Linked DNA regions of Sus scrofa: all the other regions are linked to region 2. A link is a contact called in public Hi-C and promoter capture Hi-C data. All regions are on one chromosome and are shown on one strand. Each heading gives the region's core, a stretch centred on a gene start, on an enhancer-like site or on the middle of the called end of the contact. The rest is flanking DNA. Distances are from core to core; before and after follow the strand shown. Region 1 holds the start of CD63 (CD63 antigen). Region 2 holds the start of CDK4 (cyclin dependent kinase 4). Region 3 holds the start of RAB5B (ras-related protein Rab-5B).

Region 1 (5,028 bases), core at 803-3,302, 1.9 Mb before region 2:
ATCCTTGCCAGGGAGGGCTGGGAAACTGTTCAAGGCTCTCAGAGAAGGCAGTCAGAAGGAACCACACCTTCCACAACCCGCTCCTCACCAAGGCAAAAAGAGAAGTTCCCAGAAAGCCTTGACCCCAGGGCACAAATTCCCAACAAAGAGAAGTGCTTCCTGTGAGCCTCTTCCTATGGGCCTCCAGGGCTCCCAGAACTGCCCTCTCACTGTCCTCCAGTGCCCACCACATCCTCACCAGCTGTGACTAGGGTTCCTGGGGCCCACTAGGGTTCCTCAGGACTCGGGTTCCTCAGGCCCACTAGGCCAGGGAGGAGAAGGGAGGAGGAAGCGGGGTAAGGGTGACCTGCCCCTCCCTGGACAAACAATCCTCTCTCAAGCCGGGGGCCCAGGGCAGGAGCCATCTAGGTGGACAGAGCCCTCTCCAACCCCCAAGCAGGAAGGAGGGGGTATGAGGGAATGGAGAGGAAGGGGGGGTGGAGGGTGCGGAGGGGCACCCCGTGGTGATAGCATCAAGCCGTTGGCGGGTTGCCCCACTGCCCCATATCACAAGAGGTTGGGTCACCAGACAGGAAAGGCAAGGAGGGATTACGGGGAGGGTGCTAGGCACCCAGGCCGGCCATTCTCGATCCCAAACAGTCTCAAAGATCCCTGCTTTGAGCTGGAGGAGGCGATGGCCGCGCTGCCCTCGGCCGTTAGCCGGGAGTTCCTTCCACATCTGCTCTCCAGCTGCCTTCCTTCTTGACCCCTCAGCCGTCAGCACTCCCGAGCCAGTTCTCCCCGCACCCTGCCAGCGCGCCCCCATCGTCCCCGCTCCCCACTCACGCAAAAGGCCAGCAGAAGAACGTAGAGCAAGAACTTGACACATCTCATTCCTCCTTCCACCGCCATGGCTGCCTGGCCTGGGGCACAGGGGAGGGCAGGGGGATTAGAACCGGTCGAAGGGGTATCCGGGCTTCGGAGCGCCCTGCCGGCCCTCGAGACCTCCCCTGCGCGGCCCCCATTCCCGGCCCCTCCCACCCGGAAACCCGCGGTCAGATCCACGTCTCCCAGCCCCCTCTTCTCCCTGCAGGAGAGGGGTGGGGGCGCCCGTCGCCCAGCCCGGACCCCGCCCCGCCGCGTCCCTGGCCCCGGACTGATCCAAGGGCGCCCGCTGGGGCCAGGGCTGGACGCCCACCCTGGGCCCGCCAGCCCCCAGGTGTTAAACACCCCCTCCCCACCCAACCAGCCCCCCAAAATTGTCCTCAGCTCTAGCCCGATCCCCAGGCCACTTTCCCCTGGGCTCTGACCACCGCCAAAAATAAGTGCGTCCCGCGCTCCGCATCCCACCCCTCCCGGGCCTCCGGAACTTTCCAAAGTTGCAAAGTTGCGAGGGCCTCGGGAGCAGCGGGGGAGCGAAGCCGATCTTCAGAGGCCCGGAGCGAGGCCCTGAGCGGGGAGCGGCTGGCGATTCCCCCCAACACCCCGACGCCAGAGCCGGAGCGGGCTCCGCGGCCTCACCTGGGCTCCCCGAGGCTGTGCGCTGCACTCCCGCCGCGGCTCAGGGGCTCTCTAGCTGCGCCCCCCGGCTCCGGCCCCGCCCGGCGCGCGGCCCCGCCCCGGCTCCATCCGCAGCCCCCTCCCCCGCCGAGTAGCCGCCAGCCTCCCTCATGTGACGCGAGAACAGCTGCGGCCTGAGTCACCCGGCCTGCAGGAGGAAGGCCGAGACCCCGGCCGGGTCAAGGCCACGTGGCCCCTGCCTGGAAGACGGCGCCCACCCCCCGCAAAGGGAGGGCACCAAGGGCAAGACCCCGGGGTGCCTGGGTTCTCCTGGCTTCCCCAGCCCCGTGCCAACTCGGGGTAGGAGAGGGGGACCAGGCGCCGCCTGCTTTTCTTTGGCTCAGGCAAACGGGGGAGACGTGTGAGAGCTAAAGGAGGGATGAGCGGCCCAGAGGAACCCTCTGTGCACCCAGCCCGGGCGGCGGAGCTGAGGCGAGGGGACAAGATGGTCTTCAAGAGGCCTCCTCATCCTCCACCCAGAGCCCACTCCCTTCCTCTCGCTCCAACTCTGTTCCAGCCCCTCACCCCTTCCCCGAGTCAGTAGAGGGCGCTGTTGGGTCCCTGGGATAGGGTGGGTCGCGAATAAACACTTTTAGAAAGTCCCTGGCTTCACATCCTGGGGGTCCCCCACCATTCTAGAAGGGGTGTTCCTTCTCTCCGCTCCCATTGTTAGTCCATTCTCCATTTTGTAGGATTCCGGAGGAGTGAGCGGAGAAATAGAGGAAGCCTTTCCCAGGACATCCCACCCCGTCAGTCATGATGCGTCATGAATGAGGTCCCTCCCTCCACTCCCGGATCAGCCTGTTACCCGGGAGGCGTGCCGAGGACACTTAGGCGAGCACAGCACGTATTCCCTGCATTTTCCTCGCCCGTCCTGGACAGCCCAGGGGCAAAGCCTGGAGAGGACTGGAAGGTGAGGGGGGGGTGGGCTCCAGAAGAAACTGTGTGAACGGGGCAAGGACGGAACCAGCCACCACACCGCTGCCCGCCCAGCCTGAACCCACCCCTTGCGTTTTTCTGGTCCTGCCTGAAGAACCATTTCCTGAGCTGTGGTGTGTGTACACAAAGAAGGAAGGAAACTTTAAGAGCAAAAGGAAGGCGCACTGGGCTGGGCTGGGCTGAGAACCAGTTTCCAGGATCACTATCTTCAAGCGAAACACACCAAGCCCCTTCTGGACATTGCTCCCCAGTTATCACCTGCAGGCAGGCTGGGGAGGAGGAGCCAAGACTCCGAAGAAAGGAGTATTCCTCTGTTTCTGCCAGGCATGTGCTGGGCACAGGGCCAGCGAGGTGAGGAAGTTGATGGCCCTGTCCTCTGCCAGCAGGCAGAACCAAGCCCACACTGTGAATAGACGCAGAAACCCCTGGTGGCAGCTGGACTAGCTCAGAGGGAGGGGCAGGAGGTGCCGATGCCCCAGAGGGAAAAAGAAAAAGATTTCACAGAGGTGGGTGGTGCTCTCCCAGGGGAGCTTGGCGAATAAAAGGGCAAGCATCAGTTCCAGTGCCAAGGAAAGGGCCAGGTGTAAAAGAGGAGTCGTTTTGTTTATTTATTTATTTATTTTTAATTTTTGTCTTTTCAGGCATACGGAAGGTCCCAGGCTAGGGGTTGAGTCAGAGACAACCACAGCAACGCCAGATCCGAGCGGTGTCTGCAACCTACACCACAGCTCACGGCAAGGCCAGATCCTTCACCCACTGAGCCGAGCGAGGACTGGGATTGAACCGCATCCTCATAACTAGTTGGGTTCATTACTGCTGGACCACAATGGGAACTTCCAAAAAAGGAGTAGTTTTAAAAGTCCATGGCAGGGAGTTCCCACTGTGGCTCAGTGGGTTAACAAACCCAACTAGTAACCATGAGAATGTGGGTTTGATCCCTGGCATTGCTCGGTGGGTTAAGGAGCCGGCGTGGCCTTGAGTTGTGCGAATGTAGCCCTAAAAAGCAAAAACACAAACTCTTTTTTAATTTAAAAATAAAGTCCATGGCAGATTGGGATTGGCCAGCTGCCTCACAGGGCTGGGGAAGGATGTGGTGACAGATGGACGGGAGGGAAGCTGGTCTGAAGTCAAATTGAGAAACTTTAGGAGTTAGCATCGTCGTGGCACAGCGGAAATGAATCTGACTAGGAAACATAATGTTGAAGTTTCAATCCCTGGCCTCGCTCAGTGGGTTAAGGATCTGACGTTGCAGTGAGCTGTGGTGTAGGTTGCTTACGAGGCTCAGATCTGCTGTGGCTGTGGCGTAGGCCGGTGACCCCTAGCCCGGGAACCTCCGTATGCAATGGGTGCGGCCCTAAAAACCAAAAAAAAAAAAAGATTGAGAAACATTAAATACCTACTCACCAAGTATAATGCTTGCTCTTTGATTACATCTTTGCCTGAACAACCATGAAAGACATTTTGGGAACAGCTGGGCAAATTTAAATATTGACTGAGAATTAGACCTGAGAAAATAATTTTCTTAGGTATGATGACAGTATGATTATATAGGAAAATTCCTCTTTTTTTTTTTTGTCTATTTGCCTTTTCTAGGGCCGCTCCTGCGGCATATGGAGGTTCCCAGGCTAGGGTCTAATCAGAGCTGTAGCCGCTGGCCTACGCCAGAGCCACAGCAACGCAGGATCCGAGTCACATTTGCAACCTACACCACAGCTCACGGCAACACTAGATCCTCAACCTGCTGAGCAAGGCCAGAGATCGAACCCGCAAACTCATGGTTCCTAGTCGGACTCACCAACCACTGAGCCACGATGGGAACTCCTCCACTATTTTTTTTAATATGCATATGAAAATACTTAAGGATGGAATGTCATATTTGTAATTTACTTTGCAATACTTCACAAAACAGTAGATGAAGCACAAAGAAGACAGTCTGGGTGACAGGACTATTGAGAACTTAGGTGGCTGGGTTGGGTGTGTTCTAGGACAAAGGGGACCCGTGGAAATTAATTGACAAGGTGAACTGCCTTAGCATGGGGCCTACCTTGGACGAGGAGGAATGAATGCCTGGAGGGAAGCTGGGACATCACTGCCATGCCCCAGGGGAGAGCTAATTAAGACCAGAGCCACGGAAAGGAGGGGAAATCCTTGGAAAGGACTTTCAGAGGGAAAAAGCAAAGGACAGAGTGACTGGTGTTCCCTTATGGCACAGCAGGTTAAGGATCTGTCTTTGCCACTGCTGTGGTGTGGGTTCGATCCCTGGCCCAGGAACATCCACATGCCACTGGAATGACAAAAAAATAAAGGGGGGATGGCAGTGGGGCGAGGAAATGGAAAGAGTCTGAGATGACTCAGAGTTTCCAAACCTGGGTGCCCAGGGGAAAGATGGAGATGTCCCACCTGGAATTGGAGATGTGAAACTCAGGAGAGAGGAGTAGTCAAATTAGAGATAAAAAGTGATTTCTGATCCACAGGCGAGTGTTGCTGAAATGTCGGCTGCCTCTACACCGATGCCCAATAGAAACATGGAGACACAGAGTTGGAGGAAAC
Region 2 (4,444 bases), core at 1,573-4,072:
AAAAAGACCGTATTTCTTTGTTTTGTTTCTCCTGTATAAAAAAGGATTCTAGTATCAAGGTACAGGGAAGGGGAGAGCAAGGAACATACCCCTTGGTGTAAGGAAATGGGGGGGGGTAAGTCTCAAAAGGAGGGGAGGGAGGGGAATGTCATTAAGGCAGCAAAATATTCTCTGTAAAAAGACAGAGGCAGTCGTCTCCACACCCCAGAGATGAAGGCAGAGATCGACTTCTCGGCAAGGGACTCTCAAGTGTTCAAAGGAAGGGAAGTGTTGGCTTCTCTTCTCTTGGTTCTGTTGCAACCATTCCATTGCTCACTCTGGGTTACCTTCTGCCTTATGTAGATAAGAGTGCTGCAGGGCTCGGAAGGCAGAGATTCGCTTGTGTGGGTTAAAAGTCAGCATCTCCTAAGAAGGGAGGCAAAGGTCAGAAAACTGTGAAGAAAACAAAATAGACTTCTACTCACCCTTAACAATATCTAGAATGGGTTCTTTTCTATCTCTCTTTGTGGACTGCCATTCAAAGCAGCAAGAGAAAACTAGCCCATCCACTAATGAGTCTCAGTGATCACAATGTGTTTGGGTCCCTTTTATACTGCTGTTTTTTCACCCCAATCTCACCCTGTGCCCATACCCAAGCCCAGTACCAGTAGCAGCTGTGCTCCAGACTCCTCCATCTCAGGTACCACCGACTGCACTGGGCGGGGCCCTCTGGGGGAAAAGGCTCCTCGGGGTAGAGACACATCTCGGGGCCAGTCATCCTCTGGGGGCAGCCCAATCAGGCTATGGGAAACAGGAGAACTCTGGTCAGGAGGGCCCGTCTCTAGCCCCCACCCCCAGGGGCAGAGCCAGTTTCCAACCAGGGCTCAGCAGAAAGAGGACGACTAAGAATGGAAAACTCTTTTCCCTTCCCAATCACTTACTCAAAGATTTTGCCTAACTGGTCAGCTTCAGAGTTTCCACAGAAGAGAGGCCTGAGGTGAGAAAAGACATAAGACAGCAGTCATTTTCAAACATATGGTGGAAGAATGATTACAGCTTAGTAGCTCAGAACATCGGGTATGTAGAATAAAGAGCTATGGAATTCCTAATTCCAGGATATTTCAGAGCTTCTGGTTATAGACCAGATGGTCAGGAGTACTCAAGTAGAAGAGTGGCCATGACATGGATGTGGTTTATGAATAAGAGATTTGGGAAATTATGGGTTATTTGGGCCCCATACTTTCGACGAAACATCTCTGCGAAGATACAGCCAACGCTCCACATGTCCACAGGTGTTGCATACGTAGACTGCAAAAGAACTTCTGGAGCACGGTACCAGAGTGTAACCACCTAATAGGAATAAGAAGGGTCGATGAGGTCCCTACTCCTTACCATGAAGCACAACTGCTTCACTGAAGTCAAGCACGTAAAAAACACGTGACTTCCCAACTGCTACGAGCAAGCATTCTCCTCCCACTAACCAGAAGCCATTTTGGCTACCATCTTTCTACTGACCACAGGTGTAAGTGCCATCTGGTAGCTGTAGATTCTGGCCAGGCCAAAGTCAGCCAGCTTGACTGTCCCACCACTTGTAACCAGAATGTTCTCTGGCTTCAGGTCTCGATGAACGATGCAGTTGGCATGAAGGAAATCTAGGCCTCTTAGAAACTGACGCATCAGATCCTGGTTTAGAAGGGGGAGGTACAGAGAAACTGGAAACTAGGCATCATACTGGAAGCCACAACAGATGCTACTACAAAGATCCCAGTTTACTTCTCAGTATATGTCCATCCTACTCACCTTGATGGTCTCCACCGGCAAGCCTGGTGGGGGTGCCTTGTCCAGATATGTCCTTAGATCTTGGTCCACATGCTCAAACACCAGGGTCACTTTGGTCTCTCGATCAGTTCGGGCAGTGGCACAGACATCCATCAGCCTGGCCAGAACAAAAGGTCACTCAGTGATCAATCATCTTTGACCTAACATGGCTTCCCCTATTCCTTCAGGGTCCCCACTTCTTTCAACCACCACTCCCCACCTACAGGTTGTCTATTCCTTTTTACTACCCACTCCCAACCCTCCACCTTCTTCTCACCGGACAACATTGGGATGCTCGAAAGCCTCCAGCCGGCGCAGTAAGGCCACTTCACGAACCGTGCTGATGGGCAGGCCCCCTCCAGCACCTCCTCCATTGGGGACTCTTACGCTCTTGAGGGCCACAAAGTGGCCACTGTGGGGATCCCGTGCTTTGTACACGGTCCCATAGGCACCAACACCAATCTCCGCCACTGGTTCATACCGGGAGGTAGCCATTCTCAGACCAGATGAGACCCTACAATCACAGAGACTCCTGCCACCAAATTCCCTTCCAGAGTTCAAATAGTTATGAGCCTGCGGCAACAAAGTGTCTCGCACAAAACATATCCCAAAGACAACAAGAGCAGCATCCCGTCCCTTCCCCAAATTTCCATAAGGCCGACCCCCCTAGGTAACACAATGATTAACCAAAAGCCCTCCAGCCACGTGAGGCCCTAGAATTAAAAAATTCCTTCTTCTTTGGGACTATCAAGCCCTGTACAAGGGAAATCCCACACGACACACCCCCTGCATTGAAGACCCTTCACCTAGTCCTTTAAATTACACCTCCCTATGACCACAAAGGAACATACTACACCCTGCACCACTTCCCGCCCTCGAGCGACCCTTCCAGACCAGCCCGCGTAGGAAGCCGGGGAGGACTAGAATGGTCCCTATTCCTGGAAGGGGGCTACACTTACCTCGCCCCGTGTCAGGAGCTGCGGGGGCGGCCCGTTATCGGGGCCCCGGAGCCGGTTCTTGCAGCGCCATGCACTCGAGCTCTGTCTGGGGCAGCTGGACTCTACGGGCCCGACCATAGACATAGGCCGCAGGCTAGAGCGGCCCCCTTTGCCCCCACCCTCACCATGTGACCAGCTGCCAAAGAGGCGCGCGGAAACTGGCAGGGCGGGGCGAATGTGCCGGACGTTCGGAACACGTGACCAGAGTACGCGTGCGCAGAAAGGCAGCTTGGAGCCTATTTGACCGGGAAGGGGGCGGGGAAGGGAAAGGGGCGGAGGGGCGATGGCAGCCACGTGATCTGTTGCTATCACACGTGACCGCTTGACTGCTTGGAGGAGCAGAGGTGTGGTTACGCTGTAGGGCACGTGACTGGCTGCCGTAACTCTGGCGAGGGGGGGGCGGGAGCCTAGAGAAGGTGGAGTCCAATACGGTGCCATGGCAACCTGGGCCACCCAGATCCCAATTCCCCATTGCAGGCCGAGCCGGAGCGCCAACTCCAGTGTCACTATGCGTCTGTCACTCTATATGCAGAGTGGGGGGCCTGGGGACGTGAGGAGGTGCTGTCGCCTTTATGTACCACCGCCATCGGAAAACATATTCTCATTTGTGTCTTTGTTTCATTCACTCATTCAACAAATTTTTACCGAACGCTTACTTCCTGTGTAAATGTACGGTTTTTGCTACATGAGTTTTTTTGGTGTCTCAGGCACTAGCCCTTTAAGGTAGTGAAAAGGCTATATGTAAAGATATAGCCGGCAGCGTGATCATATAAAATAGAGAGGACACAATACCCGTTTTAGGGCAAAACTAGCATTAAAGGACTGATGGAAGGCAGATAAATACAGTAATCCAACAGGAAGCGTGGCAAGGTAGTGTGCCTTCACCTCTTCAGAACTTCCATTTCTCCCTGGGAGTGTTAAAGCAGAATCTAGATACCTCCTGGCAGAGAGGTTATTAATGAGCTGGAAACAGGAATACTTGACCTTTAAGGTTCTTTTCCAGAGTTCCTGCTGTGGTGCAGCGGGGTGAGATCCGTTGAGTTAGTTGTCTCTGTGGTGGCACAGGTTCAACCCTACCAGGCGCAGGGGGTTAGCGATCCCACGTTGATACATCTGCAGCTCGGATTCAGTTCCTGGCCGGGAACTTCCATATGCCACAGGTGGGGCCAAAAAAAAAGTTTCTTTTCTGCACTAAGATGGTGTGTGTGTGTGTGTGTGTGTGCACGCGCGCGCGCACGCTATTATATACATCATATACAGATGGATATAGGAATGAGTGTGTGCAAGGAAGTTACCACCACATTGCATAAAAATGACTATGCCCTTGTCCAAACCTTCTAACTTTTTATATGGGGCCATTGAGTGGCCTTCTCTTCCACCAGTGCAAGCTTCCTTAGCCTTTGTCCCTCCACAGAACAAATGTTCCCCACTCACAGACATCTAGGTAGGCAATAGGCAGGTTTCTCTGGCTTCTCTTGTCTTACTGGCTCCAACTTCTTTATCTCCCAACCCTTTGGGGGAATGGGGATAAGGAAACGTAAGGATCAGTGTCTCATTAATGATAAACTGTCTAATATCTGAAACCATTCTATTAGTCTATTTGCTCTCCTTGCACCCTAACTTCTGTTCTCCTTAACCATCTGGCTGAG
Region 3 (4,832 bases), core at 234-2,733, 1.7 Mb before region 2:
TTAGACATCGTTTTGAGAATGCTGACACTTTTTTAGGGCTGTGACTGAGTGGGGGCATTGGGGAAAAAATATTTCTTTAAAAGAAGGATGAACAATTATATTTATATTTCAGGTTATAGTAGTTTTTTAAGTGGGAATGGGTGGATTTGTTGCCCTGTGCACCTTGGGGTTTATAATGCAAATGTTTTTAAAAAATTTTTTTTTCTTTTTATGATTTTGTCTCTTTCCTCCAACCTTTTGTCCTTGAGTGTTCTTGCTGTTAACATTATTTGTAATTTAGTTTATAATTCATTAAAAAAAAGTTCTTAGTTTTATAGCTCATCTCTGTGTTTTACTGAAAGAATGGTGTGTGAGAGAATATGAATGTATGCGATAATTGGTTTCAGACTCCTTTTCCTAATCTCTGTGCAGGGCTACCCACCCCATCCCCATTTTGATCTCTGTGATGCAACTGGGATAGTGCCGAGGGTGGGCAAGGTGGGAATTATTGCCCTGATTTTACAGCTAGGGAAACCGAAGCTTATGTATTTCCTACTTCTCTTTCCCCACAAACTTACATCTCTCCTTGCCCCCACAACACCTACACATAGACATATATCCCATACACATACGTACGAGGTGCCAGTTCCAGAATTTCAAGGTTAGGGTTTAGGAGCAGCAGTATGTTTGGAACTGGGCTCCATGGGAATTTGCATTGACATTGCATTTCCCAGGAAGCTCCCCTTTTTTTCCTTTTTGTTTCATATCACAAACGGTAAAGTTTTCCAAAGTAGTTTATTCATATTTACGTACAATTGAGAATATATCAATCGTCTTATGAAAAATTACTATAACAGGGCTAAAGCCTCCTCAAGTTACCACTTCTAGGAGTTGCCATTGTTTCATCTCACCAAAAAAAATCTCAGACTGCCCGTGGGCCACCCTTCGGAGCCCCACTGAAAGGAGGAAGCACCGATGTGAAGGGTACTTAAATTCCCAGGCTCCAGGTCCCGGAGAGAAGTATTTCCCTTACGCCCGCGAATTTGTCATAGAGGGCGGGGCGCTGAAGGCAGGCCTGCCGAATACGGGGGAGGGGCGGAGGTCAGTAGCGGCCTTCCAAAGCCTTTCGACCCCGCCTTGCCTGCCATTCAAGTCTCGAATTTTCGAAGTACTGGTTAAAATTTCACTTTGACCCGCCTCCGTCGCTCACCTGATTAGATGTTTATGAGTCAAAAGGCGGGGTCATGAGGATGTCGAGAGTTTATTGGTTGAGGTACACGCCTGTTAGTGGTGTACCGCCCCCTATCTCGGGGAGCTCACTCTTTAGTGGCTCCTCACCTCGTCCATCTCCAAGGTTTCCCTCTCTGTATTGGTGCAGAGACCCGTCTGTCCAGTCCTTTTCTCGTACTCATTGGTGATAGCGCCGAAAGAGATCCGCCTTTCTCCAGAGGATTGGCGGATTAGGGCGCACAGAGCCCACCCTCTGTGGTAGGCGGGTAGTCGTGCAATTGGCTGGGGCCCCCGCCCCAGGGCGAGGAGGAGGAGGAGGGGCAGGAGGGTTTGGTTGAGCTGCAGCTGTTTGTCTGTTCGACACAGGCTTGGGCCCGACGGGGGAGACGGAGCCCCAGGTACCTGGCTGATGGAGCCCGCAAGGGCAGGGGCGGAGGCGCCCCGGAGAGGAGAGCGGCCTGGCCTGAGGGCAGAGGCGGGTCTAGGCCTCCGCGAGGGGTTGGAGTGGCCCACTGGAGAGGGGAGAAGGGGGCCGGGCCCCAGCAGGCCTAATGGGGGCGCTGAGGAGGGGGCCGGGCGGGCTGGGAGCCCGAAGTTGGTGAGTCGGGAAGGCGGCTGGGTGGTGTTGGCTGCCGGGCTGGGCGCCGGCGCGGGAGGCCCGTGGCTCGCGTGCGGGCAGGGGCAGGCCTCTTTGAGCCTCGCCGAAGAGGGAGGAGCTGGGGAGATGGGATGGGGCGGCGGGTGAGGTAAGCCCATGCCGGGAGGTGAGGAGGGGTCAAGCCCGACGCCCGGGCCCCGAGGGGAACCGGGGCTGAGGCTCTCTCGAGAGGTCTCAGTGGAAGGGCCAGAGAAAGGTTCTTAGCTGTGTAAGAGGCATTCTTTTCGGGCAAAGTGACTATTATAAAAATAACTAGGGTGCTCCAGAGTTGAGCCGACAGGGATTTGGGTTCAGTGAGGGAGAACCGAGACAAGCCAAGAGAGCTTTCTTAATCTAGAAGACTCGGAACTGGAGCAAGGGAAGCAGGGTCTCGCATCAGTTATGGGAGCTGCTGGGAATGCTAAAGGGTGAGCTAGAGGCTCAGGGTCTTGCGAGAACTCATGCTTTTGTTCCCATTACGTGTGGAGATGTGGTAACTTGAAGTTTTTTGGTACTCCTGGGGTAGCCAATGAAGACAAAAGTAATTTTTTTTTTCTCTAACTGTTGGCCGTTCACACACTTTAGACTGCAGTCTCTGTTTCTTCTTACCTCCTGTTTCATGTCCTGTGAAAAAGCTAAGAAGTCGGCTTTGGGGGTGTTCATTCTTTCTTTCCTACTTAATAATGTGGTCTTTATTGGATACCTTGTCTCTGACCCAGCAATGGAGAATCAGTGATTTATTTTCTGCACTGGAAATGGACTTAGGGATCCCGCAGCCATCCAGAGACCTTCTGACCATAGTTGGGGAAACTTTCGTGGCACTTGGACTTGGGTATTTCCCAGGCAGGTAATGGTTAGGTGGAACCAAGCCTGGAAATATGAGGTGATATCACTGAGGAAGGGATTTGGGGAAGAGTGAGAAATTCCATTCCAGAAGGTTGGCATCACCCCTGTTCTTTGTCTCCTTCTTCAGGAGCCCCGGTCTCTGAGCTATTAGAAAGTTGGGTCAGATGGAGAGGCACTTGGGGAAGGAGGTGAGTAGAGAAAAGGAAAATGGATTTAATAAGATGTGAGAGTCCCCTCCTCCCATATATTTTGAATGCTCTACTGACCTCATTAGTCCCCTCCATAGATTGGAGCTTATTGGATTTTCCCTTATTATACTTCCCTCTTTTTCCCTTTTATACCAGCATATTTTGTAACGACATTTCTTCTTAATTAGAAAAGTAATATGTACATATTTTTAAATATTCAAGTTTTACAGAAGTATAAAAAGTATAAATCCTCCCACATATACCTCCCTCCTTTCATCCAGAAAGGTCAGAGATAAGAGATAGCAGATCAGACTAATCTTACTTCCCTTTGGGGGATATGCCACCCAAGGCAATTCTGTTTTCATGTTCCCACCAAACTCTGGTTTCTCATTCTTACAGTTTCCCTTCTGAGATGATACTCTGTTATTTATTGTGCTCCTTTCGCAGTTCATTTTGTCTTGCTTTTATCAAATTCAGACAAGCAGAGAGTTGTGCTCAGGGTTATCCCTCACATCCTTACACACACACACACACAAAAAAAAAAAAAAACACACTTTGTGTAGTGGGTATTCTAGGAAATGCCCAAATAGATGGCCAAAACTTCTTTTTCTTTTATGGGCAGGAAAGATCAGTGAATCATTTCGTTTGAGTGAATTATTGGCATCTCTGCCGAAGTGAGGAATTTGAGACTTCTATCTTCTGGTTCATGGTCTCTGCGTGTTCAGAGTATGTGACTGTCCATTCATTATCCCAAAAGAAGAGGCTAGTTCTCCTAAGGGGCCCCTGTATCTGTCTTTCTATAGTGATAGAAGAAGCTTCCAAATTTCTCTGAATTTGAAATCAGTTTTCCTTTAAATCTCAGTACAGCTGGGACATTTACTATACCACCTTCTTAGTTGAATTTGCCCTTACTGGCTTTAGAAGCTCTATAATGTGCCCAGCCTTTGTACGGTGCCCTCAGAAACCTGGATTATTGCCCCCCACCCCACCCCTGGAGCTTTTATTTTCTCTCCTGCAAAGCCAGTCCTAGAGAAAATTGTGTAGATGTGTATGTGTGTATTTGTATTCTAAATCCTCACTAGGCTTTGCCATTTCCTGCATCCTGATGATATCTTGTCACTTTCTTCTATACATCCTTTCTTGTCTTTTCCACTTTTTCCTTAATCAAAGTTTTCCTTCAAAAAATGATCTGGAGGAGTTCCCATTGCGGCTCAGTGGGTTAAGAACCCGACTGGTATCCATAAGGATGTGCTGGCCTTGCTCAGTAGGTTAAGGGTCCAGTGTTGCCACAAACTGTGGTGTAGGTGGCAAATACAGCTTGAATCCAGCATGTCTGTGGTGTAGGCCAGCAGCTGCAGGTCCAATTCGACTCCCTAGCCTGGGAACTTCCTTAGGCCACAGGTTCAGCCCTAAAAAGCAAAAAAAAAAAAGAAAGAAAGAAAAAAGGAAATCTGGACTTGCTCCATATTCAGGTATAAATAACAATCACTTAAAGTATTAACCTTCCAAGAGTATTTGCTTCTTAAGAGGAAGCTAAGGAGTGGAATTATCAATATAGAATTTCAATTGTATATCTGAAGTTAAAAAATATATTTGAAATATATTTGGAGAAGAGGACTTTCCCATTGCCATTGAAGTCTTACCTCATCTCTTCAACTATTAATTAACTTTGCCCAGAAGCAAGGATTGCTCTCCTATAGTTTGCTTGTTTGTGTGCATTGATATGAATTTGACTTATGAGGGGACTTAGGGTAGGAGAATCCAGTGTATACAACCTGCTCCCTTATCCTAAGGCATTTCAGATTGGAAAAGAACCAAAGTATAAGAGAATGAATTTAAAATAAGGAAATGCTACAGCCTTCTAGGAGGAAGGATACCTTAAAACCCTGCACAAATACACTCCCACTTCCCAAGAATGTTTTAGGAAAGATTTAGTCATTTACTGATAGTAA

What was found. Promoter capture Hi-C pulls out the DNA fragments that hold promoters and counts their contacts. A called contact is a pair of places that touch in the nucleus more often than the background predicts.
Region 1: a contact with region 2 is called in a Hi-C map of liver, with 4 times the contacts expected there. The contact joins the promoter of CD63 here to the promoter of CDK4 in region 2. A contact is called at or near these places in 1 of 5 promoter capture datasets (liver) and 3 of 47 Hi-C or Micro-C datasets (embryonic fibroblasts, liver and retroperitoneal adipose tissue).
Region 3: a promoter capture Hi-C map of liver shows a contact between it and region 2, with 6 times the contacts expected there. The contact joins the promoter of RAB5B here to the promoter of CDK4 in region 2. A contact is called at or near these places in 1 of 5 promoter capture datasets (liver) and 1 of 47 Hi-C or Micro-C datasets (heart right ventricle).

What each region holds. Positions count from the first base shown.
Region 1 is chr5:21,174,173-21,179,200 of Sscrofa11.1, forward strand. CD63 (CD63 antigen) reads right to left here and starts at 2,053. Exons shown (of 8, transcript XM_005663878.2): 1 at 1,501-2,053; 2 at 826-902. The coding sequence starts at 891. LOC106510300 (basic proline-rich protein-like) reads left to right here and starts at 890. Exons shown (of 2, transcript XM_013997622.1): 1 at 890-1,198; 2 at 1,267-1,677. The coding sequence starts at 890. The coding sequence ends at 1,677. LOC102162669 (a long non-coding RNA gene) reads left to right here and starts at 1,721. Exons shown (of 2, transcript XR_303407.3): 1 at 1,721-1,839; 2 at 2,232-3,067.
Region 2 is chr5:23,039,137-23,043,580 of Sscrofa11.1, forward strand. It overlaps CDK4 (cyclin dependent kinase 4), which reads right to left and starts at 2,823. Exons shown (of 8, transcript NM_001123097.1): 1 at 2,757-2,823; 2 at 2,075-2,311; 3 at 1,780-1,915; 4 at 1,495-1,662; 5 at 1,220-1,329; 6 at 921-971; 7 at 645-780; 8 at 70-405. The coding sequence starts at 2,292. The coding sequence ends at 313.
Region 3 is chr5:21,371,850-21,376,681 of Sscrofa11.1, forward strand. RAB5B (ras-related protein Rab-5B) reads left to right here and starts at 1,484. Exons shown (of 6, transcript XM_021091797.1): 1 at 1,484-1,607. CDK2 (cyclin dependent kinase 2) reads left to right here. Exons shown (of 7, transcript NM_001285465.1): 7 at 1-154.